Linked DNA regions of Mus musculus: all the other regions are linked to region 1. A link is a contact called in public Hi-C and promoter capture Hi-C data. All regions are on one chromosome and are shown on one strand. The core of a region is the stretch at or near the end of the contact, and the rest is flanking DNA. Distances in the headings are between cores, read along the strand shown. Region 1 holds the start of Tars (threonyl-tRNA synthetase). Region 2 has its middle 15 kb from the start of Sub1. Region 3 has its middle 47 kb from the start of Gm19276.

Evidence for each region. Promoter capture Hi-C pulls out the DNA fragments that hold promoters and counts their contacts. Hi-C and Micro-C count contacts between places; a contact is called where the count stands out from the background.
Region 2: a Hi-C map of B cells shows a contact between it and region 1, with 19 read pairs. The contact joins the enhancer-like site here to the promoter of Tars in region 1. A contact is called at or near these places in 7 of 39 promoter capture datasets (the C10 cell line, the HPC-7 cell line, embryonic stem cells and 3 more), 1 of 15 datasets of contacts at CTCF or cohesin (large pre-B cells), 1 of 484 Hi-C or Micro-C datasets (B cells), 8 of 115 datasets of contacts at active chromatin or transcription factors (the 230-238 cell line, acute myeloid leukemia, astrocytes and 5 more) and 3 of 9 other capture datasets (adipose tissue, embryonic stem cells and liver).
Region 3: a contact with region 1 is called in a promoter capture Hi-C map of liver, with 2.9 times the contacts expected there. The contact joins the enhancer-like site here to the promoter of Tars in region 1. A contact is called at or near these places in 7 of 39 promoter capture datasets (the 3T3-L1 cell line, the HPC-7 cell line, embryonic stem cells and 3 more), 1 of 15 datasets of contacts at CTCF or cohesin (the NIH/3T3 cell line), 1 of 484 Hi-C or Micro-C datasets (myeloid progenitors), 8 of 115 datasets of contacts at active chromatin or transcription factors (astrocytes, embryonic limb bud, embryonic stem cells and 2 more) and 3 of 9 other capture datasets (embryonic stem cells, liver and macrophages).

Annotation. Positions count from the first base shown.
Region 1 is chr15:11,397,424-11,402,253 of GRCm38.p6, reverse strand. Tars (threonyl-tRNA synthetase) reads left to right here and starts at 2,596. Exons shown (of 19, transcript NM_033074.3): 1 at 2,596-2,768. The coding sequence starts at 2,715.
Region 2 is chr15:12,008,602-12,013,431 of GRCm38.p6, reverse strand. No RefSeq gene overlaps it. Among named protein-coding and RNA genes, the nearest start is that of Sub1, 15 kb to the right of the region's middle. Within about 2 kb of position 2,516, at least 145 of the 459 cell types and tissues checked have an H3K27ac peak or open chromatin away from gene starts, as enhancers often do. A contact at or near this core is called in the 230-238 cell line, B cells, adipose tissue and 4 more, where this site is marked.
Region 3 is chr15:10,873,582-10,878,411 of GRCm38.p6, reverse strand. No RefSeq gene overlaps it. Among named protein-coding and RNA genes, the nearest start is that of Gm19276, 47 kb to the right of the region's middle. Within about 2 kb of position 1,876, at least 39 of the 459 cell types and tissues checked have an H3K27ac peak or open chromatin away from gene starts, as enhancers often do. A contact at or near this core is called in the HPC-7 cell line, liver and macrophages, where this site is marked.

The sequences.
Region 1 (4,830 bases), core at 1,347-3,846:
ACCATCACAGCTATCTATAAATCCAGTTCTACAGAAAGTTCTAGAAGGAAGTCTCCAACCTAAAGAGTTAAACACACCCAAGAAAACTCAATGTATAAGTAATCTTAGAACAAAATATCAAAAGAAGGTAGAAAATCAAACAAACAACAAACAGACCAAAACCAAACCACAACAAAACACAGCAACAAAAAACCCCTCACACTATTACAATGAAATAATGGGTATCAACAAACATTGCTCATTATTAATTGAAGAAGATCTCAGAAAATGGAGATATCTCCCATGCTCATGGATTGGCAGAATTAACATAGTAAAAATGGCCATCCTACCAAAGGCAATCTATAGATTCAATGCAATCCCCATCAAAATCCCAATACAATTCTTCAAAGACATGGAAAGAACAATTCTCAATTTCATCTGGAAAGGCAAAAAATCTAGAACAGAGAAATAATTCTTAACAATAAAAGAACCTCTGGAGGAATCAGCATCCCTGACCTCAAGCTTTACTACATAGCAATAGTGATAAAAACTGCATGGTATTGATACAGAGACAAACATGTTGATCAATGGAATAGAATTGAAGACCCAGAAATAAAAAGACATACTACAATCACTTGATCTTTGACAAAGATGCCAAAAATATACAATGGAAAAAAGAAAGCATCTTCAATAAATTTTGCTGGTTTAACTGGCTGTCTGTATGTAGAAGAATAAAAATTGACCCATATTTGTCACCTTGTACAAAGCTCAAGTCCAAGTGGATCAAGGACCTGAACATTAAACCAAATACACTAAATCTAGTAGAAGGGAAAGTGGGAAAGAGCCTTGAACTCATCGGCACAGGGGGAAATTTGCTAAACAGAATTCCAATGGCTCATGCTCTAAGATCAACAATTGATAAATGTGATCTCATAAAACTGGAAAGCTTCGTCCATTGGTTGGGCGCAAATATCTGTACCTGACTTCTTTCAGCTGCTTGTTGGGTCTTTCAGAGTGCAATCATTATTTGTGAGCTCTCCATAGCCTCAATAATGGTGTCAGGCCTTGGGACCTCTCCTAGAGCTGGATCCTATTTTGGGCCTGTCACTGGACCTTCTTTTCCTCAGGCTCCTGTCCATTTCCATCCCTATTATTCTTTCAGACAGGAACAATTATGGGTCAGAGATGTGACTATGGGATGGCAACCCCATCCCTCACTTGTCTTCCTGCTGGAGGTGGACTCTATAAGTTCCCTCTCCCTACTGTCGGGCATTTCATCTAAGGTCCCTCCCTTTGATTCCTGGGAGTCTCTTATACCCACAACAAGGTTGGTGATAGTGATACCTTCAACATTTTTTTTCAGGATTGTTTTAGCCATCGTGATTTTGTGGTGTGTGTGTGTGTGTGTGTGTGTGTGTGTGTATCTAAAACTTAACATTCTACGTTCTGTAAAGAATTGTGTTGGAAGTTTGGTGGCAATTGCTTTGACTTTGTAGATTGCCTGTGGTAGAATGGTAGAATGGCCATTTTTACTGTATTTATCTATGAACATGGGGGGATTTTTATGTTTTCTGAAATTTTCTCAATTTCTTTCTTCATTGTCTTAAAGTTTTTCTTGTACAATCTTTCACTTGTCTTGTTTGAGTTACTCCAAGATAGTTCATGTTTTTTGAGGCCGTTGTGAAATGTATTGTTTCCCTGGACAATATGTTCCTTGGAAATGGGAACCTGCTCCTTGAAGAGTCACCCAGGAGGCATTTGTCACATTCAAGTGGATCTCAGCGAGTTCCAGGACAGCCGGGCTATACATACAGTGAGACCCTGTCTCAATTCTACTCGGCTGGTGTGTGTGTGTGTGTGTAGGTTGGTGGTGGTGTGGACATTGGGTGGACATGGTTGCAAACGCCTGTAATCCTCTAATTTGGGTGGCTATTGCAGAAGGCTCCCAGATTAGCCAGATCTAAATTGCAAGTTCGAGGCTATCCCTGGCTGCACAGTGAAGCAAAGAAAAAACACAGAACAACCCAAAAACTGGCAGCTGCTATTAGGATAAGCAGGCCAACTAGAACTTTCTGCTAAGCATTTTGCTTAAGTAGTAAAAATCTAATCTCGAGCTCCCGTGATATCAATGACTTTTGTGTGGAGTTTATTCCTTCAAGTAAAAAGTTAATTTTATCTCTGTGCCGTCTATGGGAAAACTCCGTGAGACACTGAGAAAGCTTTGATCAATGGCGCTTGTCCCTCAAACAGCAAATCGGTCCTATTCTCATGAGGAAGGCTGAGTCATCGCTTCAGATTATCAGCCAACGTTCCAGGTAGAGCGCATCTGAGATAAACCAGAGCGCCAGAGACCATATCCAGCAATTCCGGGAAACTCAGTCCAAGCAGCTCAAGTTCACTACGGTGGCCGCTAAGGCCATGCAAGCTACAGTCAGAAGGGGAAGAGTGCGCTTGCGCGCCTCACTACACAGTCTGGAACTAATGGGATTTCTTGAAGGGTTCGTCATTCTCGGCTATTCTATTGGCCAAGGAAAGGGAGGACCCGCCTCTCCGCGTAGCCCATTGGCCTCGTGTCCAGGTAGGGCGGGGCCAGGAGTCCCGTTGCATCAGCTGGTTAGCTGGTTCCGCCTGTGGCCACGTGGCGCACGCGCAGTGCGGAATTGTAGGTCTACACCGCCGGCTTGGGGTCTTCTCTGCGGTGCAGCTCACGGGTTTTGTCTCTCTGTGGTCCTTCCATGTCGCAGGAGAAGGCTAGCAGCCCTTCGGGGAAGATGGACGGCGAGAAGCCGGTGAGCAGGCGCCGTGGGGTGCAGAGAGCGGATGTGTTCTGGGAGCCGGCACTGCCCGGCGGGGCAGGAGTGGAAAGTAGCAGGGAGCAGTCGGTATTGGGGGCCCTGGGTAATAAGTTAGGAACTCTTGCTGGCAGGGTCTGGGGGGTGGGGGGGCATCTTCATCCTAGAGATCTGTGAATTGAGACTGAGTGGTTTGCTCAGATAGTAAGCATTTGGGGCTTAGACTCCCGCGCTTGTATTTTTTCACTAAAATAAGCGGGAAGAACATTTGAAGAACTTTTTAAAATCCTAAACTGCGTGGAGCAAAAAGCTCTAGTTAGGAAGGAAAAGCCAGTCCCCGCGATCAGATCCAGTTTGCCCAAGATTGGGTGCTAAATAAGGCTGGATGCCCCCATTGACAGACTGTTTTGAAATTAAAGCCTCTGTCTGCCAGGTGCTGGAAGCGACCTAAATAACTTCACACACATCCCCTTTAAACTTTGCTTTGGGCTGTCACCCACTGGTTAGGAACAGCATTTGTACACTGGCGTGTTTTCTGCCCCACCCCTCTTTTACAGCCAACTGTGCCTGTGTCCCCTGTGTATTTATTTGCCCTGGCACTTAGTCAGGCAGTCCAGGTGGCTACACAAGTTAAGATCGATTCCTGACTTTGGGGGCTCCCCAAATGTGCAGGACTGGAAAATCGTACTTCTCTGATTAGCTTGGTTGAGTTATAGAGAAGCACAGTCAGACTGTTTTATTGGGTTTGGAAAAATGAGGTCAGGTAAATCAGGCAGGGCAGGGCTGTCCAGGTTCAGGGGATGAATTGTGCCCCGGCTGTACAGGGAGAGACGGGAGGGAAGTGCAGCGATTGAGGCTATCAGTATTCTCTACGTGCAGGAGTTTTGTAGGGAGGTGCTATGTATGTATTGTATTGTCAAAAAGTGACATGGCATGGGGGTTTAAGGAACATTGGAAAGGGGTGAGGCCATATGACAGATTGTCTAGGTAACCATTGCTGACGGTTGCTAGGGTCTTCATCAAGAGGAGTTTCCATCCTGATAGGGCAAATCACTAAAATGCTTGTGTATGCGCTTTAAGCTACAGATTTAAGGCGATGAATGACAGGTATACATGGATAGATTTTGTTCCTATTTCCTTATGTTTTTAAGGTGTTTTATGGTTTTATAACTTGGTTACCCCTTTGCCTCCTTCCCTGCTGTCTTTTTTTAAATATTTTTTTTATTTAGATTTATTTATTTATCATATGTAAGTGCACTGTAGCTGTCTTCAGACACTCCAGAAGAGGGAGTCAGATCTCATTACGTATGGTTGTGAGCCACCATGTGGTTGCTGGGATTTGAACTCAGGACCTTTGGAAGAGCAGTCAGTGCTCTTACCTGCTGAGCCATCTCTCCAGCCCCTCCTGCTGTCTTTTAATCCTGCTAAACCCACCCTGTTACTTCTGAGGCCGACTGGGTTCTTGAGATTCGTCTGAGGCTGGAAGCTTCTTAAGATAATCATCCCCTGAGTGGGCATGTAACACTTCAGAGTGGGACTTTGTGAGTAAAATTACTTGAAATGTGAAGTGTGATGTCATTTCCTCTGTAATAATCAGGTACCTTAAACTTCTGGCAGCTTCCTGGGCGAGGTACAGATCTGACCCCAGACTTCGCTTGTCATCGAGAGCCGTCCTCAGCCCCACAGGCTGCAAGGCCTTTTTCCTTTCACACATAATCTTCACAGCATTGTTGTGAAGAACATAATTACATTCAGTGTGAAGAGGGAAAACAGCCTAGGAGATCTGAAGTGATAAACAAGTGATCACTCAGTCCACATGTGTGCTTTAGTCTCCCTGCAGAGAGCTGGTGGGGAGGGAGGGAGGGAGGGAGGGAGATAGTGCTCCCTGTCCCTCCTCGAAATAACTCTTATTGAACATGTTACATTTTTTTATTGCTTTGCATACAGGTCCAGGTAAGCTTATTGAAGGGAAAGTTACAGGGACAGTTATAAATGAAATTTGAGGAAGTGCGCATTGATAAGTGGCCTTTTCTTCCTTTCTTAGAGATTGTTTTAATTG
Region 2 (4,830 bases), core at 1,267-3,766, 610 kb before region 1:
TATCTATATATACACATATATATATGTATATATTTATACAACATATACCTTTTTATGATGTATTAGCTTGAGTGTATATTTTTCTAGACTGTATAACTTTTAAGGAGTCAGCATATCCTGGAGTTAATCATACTGACTCAATGAGAAGACATGAGTTCAAATCCCTATAAGAAACATTTGTTGACATGTATCTGCCCACATTTTTGCACTTTCTTCCTGTTTGCGGCTCAGTGTGTTAGCTGACTTTAAATATTCACTATCCATCATGAATAGATAATAAATGTGGCCAGCTTAAAAATAATCACATTTTGTAGTCTTCATAGAAGCCCCGACAGAGTTCTTGCCAAGTGGTCAAACCTGGGAGGGATTTAAGGGATAGCTCTTTACAAAGAGATTTGAAGGGCCTGGGACATACATGACACCTAGGGTTCTATTCTCCACCACTGCAGAAACTGGACATGGTAGCACATACCTGTGGGAAGGAACATCAGAAGTTCAAGATCACCTCCAGTTTCCAATCTGCTGGCTACTTTTATGTCAACTTGGCACAAGCTAGAGTCCTTTTAGAAGGGGTACCCTTTACAGAGAAAACGACCCCTCCAGATTGGCCCATGGACAAGTTTATGATGCATTTTCTTGATTGGTATAGGAGGGCCCAGCTTCTGTGGGTTGTGCTACCCCTAGGCCGGTGGATCCATGCGTCATAAGAAAGCAGGCTGAACAAGCCCTGAGAAGCAAACTGGTAAGCAGTAGTCCTTAACGGCCTCTGCTTCAGTTACTGCCTCCAGGTTCCCGTTCTAACTTCCCATCATGCTGCACTGTGGTTAGGACACAGAAGCTGAAATAAGCTCTTTCCTCCCCAAGTTGCTCTTGTTTACAAAACCCTACCTCGAGGCCAGGTTGGGCTACATAGGGCTGTCTCAAAATTCACCAATCAGTTAGTAAATGGGAGTGGATATGACTGGCATACAGTATTATTGTTATCCTCCCAGAATAGCACATGGAGTAGGAAGGTAGCTATAGCCTGGTCTCTAATAGAATCACAGAGGTAGTCAGTCCTTCATGCCTGGACTGCTGGCCTCCAAGCTTCTTGCTGTGTAAGAGCTAGCCATTTACTTGGCCCAGCCACTGTTTTGTGTTCTCTGTTAGGTAAACTCTATGCTCCATCATAATGTAAGGAGGTTACTCATTTCAATTTTTTAATTCCAGTTTGCTGGTGCATTGTGTATTTGGCCATCTTTAGATTTGAATGACCAGCAGGTAAGAGTGAGTGAGTACATTGGAGTTCGACAGCTCTGGTCTGTTAGTCAGGCATTCCATCAGACATAACCCAAGTTCTTTGTGGCTCTACAAAGAAGCTTGCCTCTTGTTGCTGTGACTTGCTTTCTGGAGTGTGTTGTCATTCATAGATGTGGGCTCTTATGTTCTTGTGGTTCTGTGCAGCATAGTCTTGATACTACAGTCTGACCCGTGCAACGGAGAAAACGGACCCACATTTCCAGTTAAGTTGGACCGTAAGAAGGGGATGATGTTTAAGGTAAGCATGATGGTAAACGCCTGTCATCACAGCACTTGGGAGGTGGAGGCAAGTGGACCACAAGTTTGAGGATGGCTTGGGCTTCATACTAAGACTCTGTTTCAAGAAACCAAAAGTATCATGGTGGTGGGTCATACCTGTGATCTCAGTTACTCAAGGAGCTGAGGCCAGAGGATCGCAAACTTGAGGTTTACCTGAGCTACAGGGAGAGTTCAAGTCTAGTCTGCGCCCTAGTAGATCCTGTCTCAATACAAACAAACAAACAAACGAACAAACAAACAAACAATGTGAGGAGGGCCACATATTTATCTCAATGATAAAACTTGTCTAACTTGTGAGAGGTTTCAGGTTCAGTTTCCAATGTCAAACCAACCAACCAGTCAGTCAACCAACCAACCTAATAACATTTAAACACAAAATCAACCAACTAACCAACCAACTAACTGATGGTTATTTGAACACAAAACCGCCTAAAAAATGCAGATTCATTTGATTTGATCTAGTTTTACGTGTGTGATTTTGAGCAAGGGGCTTTGTGAATCTGTCCCTTGTCTTAAACAAGGTCCTAAGGCTCTCTTAAGAAAGTCAGAGAATATCTACAAAGAATATCTCAGGACCAAGTCTGACACATAGTAAGTGACTCAAAAGGATGAGCTTTAAATATTATTATTATTATTTTTATTATTATTATTATTAATCCAGTACCTAGTACAGATTCCTGGCACACACTAACTACTTTTTAATCATTTTCTTGTCAAAAGATAGGACTATAACTCATATAGCGTTAAGTTCAACCTCTTAAACTGTATATGATTTGGAAGGCTTTAGCATGCTCTGATCACAGATCTGGCCCAGTTTTTATTTCCGGGGAAAGAAACTTCACACCCGCTAGCAGTCACTTTGCTTTCGTTTCCAAGCGGCTGGTATGGCACCTTTCTGAGTCAGTCAACCTCAGTAGCTACTGACTTGATCTTGCTGGGTTAAAGAATAAAAGTCCCTGTTTATTCAGCAACAACTGAGATGCTGCCAACACATACAGTGCTCACCTACTACTCGGTAACAAAAAGGACAAGGACAGCAACGCAGCCGCTGATAATGACTGTGCATCCACCCCTTCGTGGGCTCGCGGTGCCAGCGGGCCAGCACAGGAATGTCCTGCGCCTGCGGTTTGCCGTGTAAGAGAATCTGAAGATGGGGAAGGGAAGTGTAGCTGTGCCCTCCTCATCCTCACGCCGCCGCATCTCTTCCTCCCTGCTCCCAGTGGTGGCTGCTAATGGGTCCGAATGAGCAGAAACTGCACCAATGGTCAGGGGACTGCCTCGAAAGCTACCGGGTATTATTAACCTTTTGATTCCAGAAACTTTTCGTAGATAGCGTTATTTTGGTCACACACAAACAAGGGTGAGTCAAAGCGAAAACGGTCTACTTCTCCTTCTGAGCTAAGAGTGCCTGCTCTTCACACCTGCACAGGGTGTGCCATCCCGGATGGTGCCTGGCGGCTGAGTCACAGCTGAAGGAGGAAATGCATTTTTACCTATTGAAAGCAACACCCCCACCCCCACCCCGAGGGGATTCTTATATTTTCATTATGAACCTTCCCTTACGTTTCCTTAACAACCCTCTTCCTCTACATTCTGTTTTCTTTTCCTTCCAATTTCACATCTTTTAGTGTTTCTTAGGGTTTGTTTGTTTGTTGTTGTTTTTCGAGACAGGGTTTCTCTGTATAATAGCTCTGGCTGATTTGCCTGCCTCTGCCTCCCGAGCGCTGGGATTAAAGACGTGCGCCACCACGCCCGGCTTTTTTTTTTTTTTTTTTTTTTTTTTTTGTACGTGTATGCGTATGTGTGGATGCTTGAGTGTAGATGCCCGTGGAGGCTGGGGGACCGGATCAGATCTCCTGGATTGGAATTACAGCTGCTTAGTGTGATGTGCACGAGACAGGAGCTGGGAACTGAACTCAGAGACTTTGGAAAAGCAGGGAGTAAATACTGAACAATCTCTCCACCCCCTCCTATCTTCAAAACTGTGGAGTACACCGAGAGGTCTCTCCCCTGGCTCTCCCCTGCCTTCCTGTTGGTTCCTTGCATTGAACTCAGGTTGTCAGCCATTGTGGCAAGAGCTTTTAACACTGAGCTATCTCACTGGCCCTGGTTGAATGAAAGAATGAATGAATGAATGAACTATTTACTGTTTATTGAGTCCCAGTCTCACCAGGAATTTCATATACAGACCCTAGTTTATAGAGTCCTGCCCGGTTCTGTCCCTATCCATCTAGTGCTGGGACTAAGGGCAGGCACACATACCCAGCCCAATCTTCTGATTTTTAAATAATTTTAAAATTCTTAAATTAGCATACAGAATACTATATATCATTATGGCATTTTCAATCAAATTGTGTCTTACTAGATTCTCCTTACCCCTACCTTCCCCTATCTCCCTGCTACTCCCTCCCCCTTCCAGCCCCTTCTCCTATGTCCCATGTGTCCACCCCCCACCCCCTGCCCACCCGGTCTTGTTTCATAACCTAATCTTACTCTCTTGCTCTCCTTTCTAGCTTTAGATTTTACCCTAATCTACACACACAAACACACATATACACAGACACCACACCACACCACACTAAAGGCTAGATACTACATATGAGAGAGAGCATGTGGTTTTTGAATTTGAGTAATTTAATATAATAGAGGAATGTGGTTCCTCTTTCTCCACGTCCTTACCGGTATGCGTGGTCAGATTTTGTGATAATGGCCATTCTGATTGGAAGGAAGTGATGTCTCAAAGTAGTTTAACTTTTCTTTCTTGTTTTGTGTTATACTTTCTAAGTCTACCCATTTCCCTGTAATTTGCATTTTCTTTGTAACCAAGGAAAATTCCATGATGTATCTGTACCACATTTCCATCCTCTGTCCATCAGCTGGTGAGCACCAAGACTGGGTCCGTCTTCTTGCTACTTCAGGTAGAGTAGAAAGAGGCACAAATGTGCAAGTATCTGTCCGGTAAGACTATGGAGTCCTTGGATACATCCCAAGAGTTGTATAGGTGGATCATGTGGTAGTTTGTTGCGGCCATCCAGCGGCTCACATGGACGGGGTACACCTGTGTGGCAGGCTGGCGCTGAAAGAAAGGGAAACTAGGCGGATGAGAGAGAAATGGAGCCAAGACAATGTTCTGATCAAGGCTCAAATGTTTAATGGCAACTGTGCTTATAAAGGGGGGAGGGGAGGCCCATTCCCGCTAATTCATTCTTGGAGCCCAGGTGCAGGTGATGACATGCAGGATAGGGTGTAGTC
Region 3 (4,830 bases), core at 627-3,126, 520 kb after region 1:
AATAAAACCAAATTACCCTTAAAGATTCCATCTCTTACTATACAAGTTCAACCCCACTCATTGGTTTCTGCCGCGGTTGCTCTATCTGAGTGCTGCCTGGTCAACTGACCACCCTTTCCCTTTAGCACACTTTGTGCTTTCTGGGCTTTGTAATGCATAGAAAAGTAATCAAGTCACTATTAAAATTTAAGATCTTCGCTCATGCAATCCTTTTTTAAGAAATCACTTCACATTGTGTTCTTCAGGAGACCCTGTACATGAGATGGATGGGTAGCTTCCACTGTCAACCTGACACAACTGGATGCAGGGGTCCAACTGAGAAAGTGCCTCCATCCCATTGGTCTGTGAGCATGTCTGGGGACATTTTCTTGATTGTTAATTAATGTGGGCAGGTGCCGTGTGGACAGTTCTACTCCTGAGCAGGGACACCTGGGCTCTGTAAGAAAGGGAGTTGAGCAGCCCAGTGAGGAAGCAAGTAAGCCAGTAAGTAGCCTTCCTCTGTGGTTTCTGCTTTAAGCTCCTGCCTTGAATTCCTGTCTTGGCTTCCTTTGACAATGGACTCAAACTGCAAACTGAGATAAACCCCTGTCCTCACCAAGTTGCTTTGAGTCACAGAGTTTACCACAGCAACAGAAAACAAACTTGAGCAATCTTAAAAGGATGACAATGCTCATCAGATAAGAGCCCTGACTGCTCTTCCAGAGGACCTGGGTTCAGTTTTACAGGGCAGCTCCCAACCAGCAGGGACTCCAGCTCCAAGGGATCTGATGCCGCTTCAAGCCTTTTTGGGCACTGCACATATGCGGCACATAGACATACATGCAGGCAAAACACCCATACACATAAATAATATAAATAACTAAAAGCTGGAGAGATGGTTCAGTAGCTAAGGGTCACAATGCAGTAAATAGCAGACAACTTTACACAAATGTAAAGCTTGAATGGTATATTTTTATGCATCATTCAGAAAGCTGGTGTGTACATAACAAAGCAAAACAGCAAACTTGCAGGAGCTGGGCAGTGGTGGCGCACGCCTTTAATCCCGGCACTTGGGAGACAGAGGCAGGCAGATTTCTGAGTTTCTGGCAGAGTCCAGCCTGGTCTACAGAGTGAGTTCCAGGACAGCCAGGGCTACACAGAGAAACCCTGTCTTGAAAAACCAAAAAAAAAAAAAAAAAAAAAAGGAAAGAAAAGAAAAGAAAAGAAAACTTACAGGATCAGATATATGTTCCCTCTGTCCTGACCAGTCATATGTGTTTGTTCGTAAGGTATTTTGTGAGCATATCACATACCTTATATACTGTACAAGTCTCTTGGGAAGAGTGGATGAACACAAAACAGATATGAAAATCCTGCTCTCATTGACTCCATGGTCCAATAGAATAATAGAAATTTCACAGGAAATCGCATAGATGATTGTTTTACTATAGCAACTACACCTACTACAAAGGACTTGCTTATTTCATATTTTCTGACCATCTTCCAACTTGCCCATTTTTAGGACAGTTTAAGCCATGACTCCATTTCTTTTCTCCAGTTTTTACATCAGTATCTTCTCTTGAGACTGGCTGGCTCTAAAAACTCACTTAAATAGAATACAGCAAATGATGTTTTATGATCCCTGAGTCTAGACACATTGGTTGTCTCTTCTTCATTCACAGATTACCCTAAATCAACCAGTGTTTATTGTTCATGGCTGTCTGTGGGCTTGTAATTTGGAACTGGCACAGCTAATTTCAGGATCCCTCTTGAGGTTTATAAAGATATCGGATAGGACTGGCCTCACTGAGGACTGACAGGCTAGAGGACCCACCTCCGAGCAGTTAACTCTGCTCACATGCTGCTGGCAGAAGTCTTCAGTTCCTTTCCGGCTCGGCTTGTTCCATGCCATGTGACTTTCTCAGTAGTGCTATTAAGGGTCATGGAGGCTGGTTTTCCCCCCACAGTAAGTGACTTAACAGAAACAGAAAGAGGAAACCACAATGTAGTGATTTAAATATTCCGAGGTTAATAACTAATACTGGGAAAATTAATATGGTGGCAGTTACTTTTTAACCAGCTATTACCCAAAGAAAAGGCACAGAGACCCTTAGAATTATAATAAGCTTCAGAGCACTGGCGCTAGCAGGCATCAGCCCTCTTATGTATTTTCTCTGTTCTCATGCCTTGAGCCCCAGTATATTACTTGCCATATTCGTTGATGTTGCTCCTGCTTCGTCAGGCCAGGTCTCACAGCCACATGCTGTGTCCATATTACCCCATGGTGACTTCTTTCCCCCTCCTCCTCCTCCTCCTCCTTTCCTCGATCTCTCCTGGTTGTCCCTACCAGTGATCCCAAGCCTGGAAACCAAAGCCTGCCTGCATCTCTTCTGCCCAGCTATCAAGTGGCTGTCAGCAACTTTATTAACCAATCAGGAATAACTGGGTGGTAAGGTTTACACAACAAAGGCTGATGTATGTGAGAATCTGCTCGTCTTGGAGCAACCAGATCTTGGGATGCAGAATTTAGCATTTGAACCCATAGAAATAGATCAAACCCCACCACAATGTCTTCATATCCTAAAGTTGGGAATCAAATACCAGAACTCTGTCTTATTTGATTATTTAGAAATGAGTCACCATTATTACCACCCACATTTAAAAGATAATTGACCTGAAGATAATTAAGCTCTGCAGATCAAAGGTAAGATTGTCAGAGTATTTGTGGGCCTGTCTAATACTACCACAGCAGGCATGAAAAAGGATGCCACTTCATAGCCGCTTGAGTGCCAGGCAGCAAACAGATAACACCAACAGTAAGAAATGTGAGTGCAAACAAATAAATGTTCATGTCCCTCCCAAAGTCACTTGTCTAAACTTGACCACTCTTAGGATATGATTAAATTATGGGAGCAAAGACCTAGAATAGCATTAGTGTCCACAGGGGGAAAAAAAAAAGAGTCCAAAGAGAAATCTCATTCCCCTTCTGCTTGTGAAGTTTCAGTAAAAAGATGGCTGACCTGGACCATCCCCAGACACTGAAACTCCAAGAAACTTGGTCTTAGACTTGACAGCCTCCAAGGCTGTGAAGAATAGGCTTCTATCATTTGTGAGCCACCTAGTCTATAGTATTTTATTGTGTGTCTTAAGACAGTGAGTAAATTATTCCATATAACTTCAGCCATGTTATTGAGACCTCACCAACACTACCACCACCATCTCTGAGTGCTACCAACTGCTCAGAGAACATCTCTCCTGGCAACTTTTCTAGCTCCTGAGCATAAGTTGTGTCTACTTCGGTCATAGACTTCCTCTTCATCAGATGGCACACTATGTGCCACAGAGATTACAGCAGGGATTCTCCGGGTCAAGGACAACTTTTCTGCTGCTTGAACATAGATAATTTGTTTTGCTCTTGCAAGCCCTAGGTTCATTATTCCTCAATTTAGGAGACAGGTGTAAATGAGGCTTACTGGGGGCTGGAGAAATGGTTCAGGTTAAGAGCAGTGGCTGCTCTTCCAGGAGTCCTGAGTTCAATTCCCAGCAACCACGTGGTGGCTCACAACCATCAACAGTGGGATCTGATGCCCTCTTCTGGCATGTAGGTATACATGCAGATAATGTACGTGCGCGTGTGCGCGTGTGTGCGCGCGCGCGCACACACACACACACACACACACACACATAAAATCTTGAAAAAAATGTTGCTTACTGATGAGTGCCATAAAACATGGCTCTCAATACATGTTCTAGGCTACTGTTTTTTATTTTCATCATTATTATTTTTATTTTCATTGATATATATATACATATATATGTATGTATGTGTGTATATGTGTGTATGTGTGTATATACACCTTTTCCCAGAGCTTCTGACATAAGTTCATGCTATGAAAACCTGGTCTCACAAGTGTAGTGTTAACTCCTCCTTGTAGTTCATTAAGACTTTGTCAGACATTTTCAACTTCCATTGATTTTTACCTCCTGAGTTTCTATTATCCTCTGCTTTCAAAACCACTCAAAGGACATAACATATTAATAAATTAGAAGTAGATTAAAGGCACATATTACAAAAATTGAGACACACACAAAAGTAAACTCTTTGTAAATAGCTGGCTGTAAACTAACATTGGGAAAACTCATGCAGGCCACATCCTATAACTATATAAAAGGTAAACTTTCTATACACAAAAATCAAAACTAAAGGTTAAGAATTCTGAGGCAATACTTGTTCTAGTATAAAACAACAGGATCTGATATCCGTGTGTGTCAATAAGAAGGAAATATTTTAATCTAACCAATAAGAAGGAGAAAAAAGATGAGTGATTAATAAAAGACAAATCACATGCATAAAGTAACAGAAATTAAAAATGAAATATTTTTATAGAAACAGAACAAACGACAGTCACTGGGAGCTCCCTGTTTTCACACATCCAGACTAAATACAATATTATTTACAAAACATAAAAGTGTGTTAGCATGAGCAGTCACAGGCTTGCTGGACACCATGAGCTACACCCTTCTAAGGTTCCTGAAGATGGAAAGTCACCAAGGCTCAGTTGATTGTGATTTTCCTTTTCTGTATGTCCCACAGGCACAGTCCTGCAGCTCAGCGCCAAGGAGAGGGTTTTTGGCTCTGCCCCTGTGCCCCAGAGAAGCCCAGCAGCTTCTAGGAAGGAGGAAGTCCGGTCTTACTCATCTCTTTTATCTCTCACCCTGCTCAGGGAATGTCAGTTCCGTTGAATTTAAATTTGAGATTGCTGAACGGCAAATAATAACGGTGATTTAGGTTCAGCAATCATGCTTTGAATATGGTAGATTGGTTTATAACACAGAACCTTAGGAAAAATA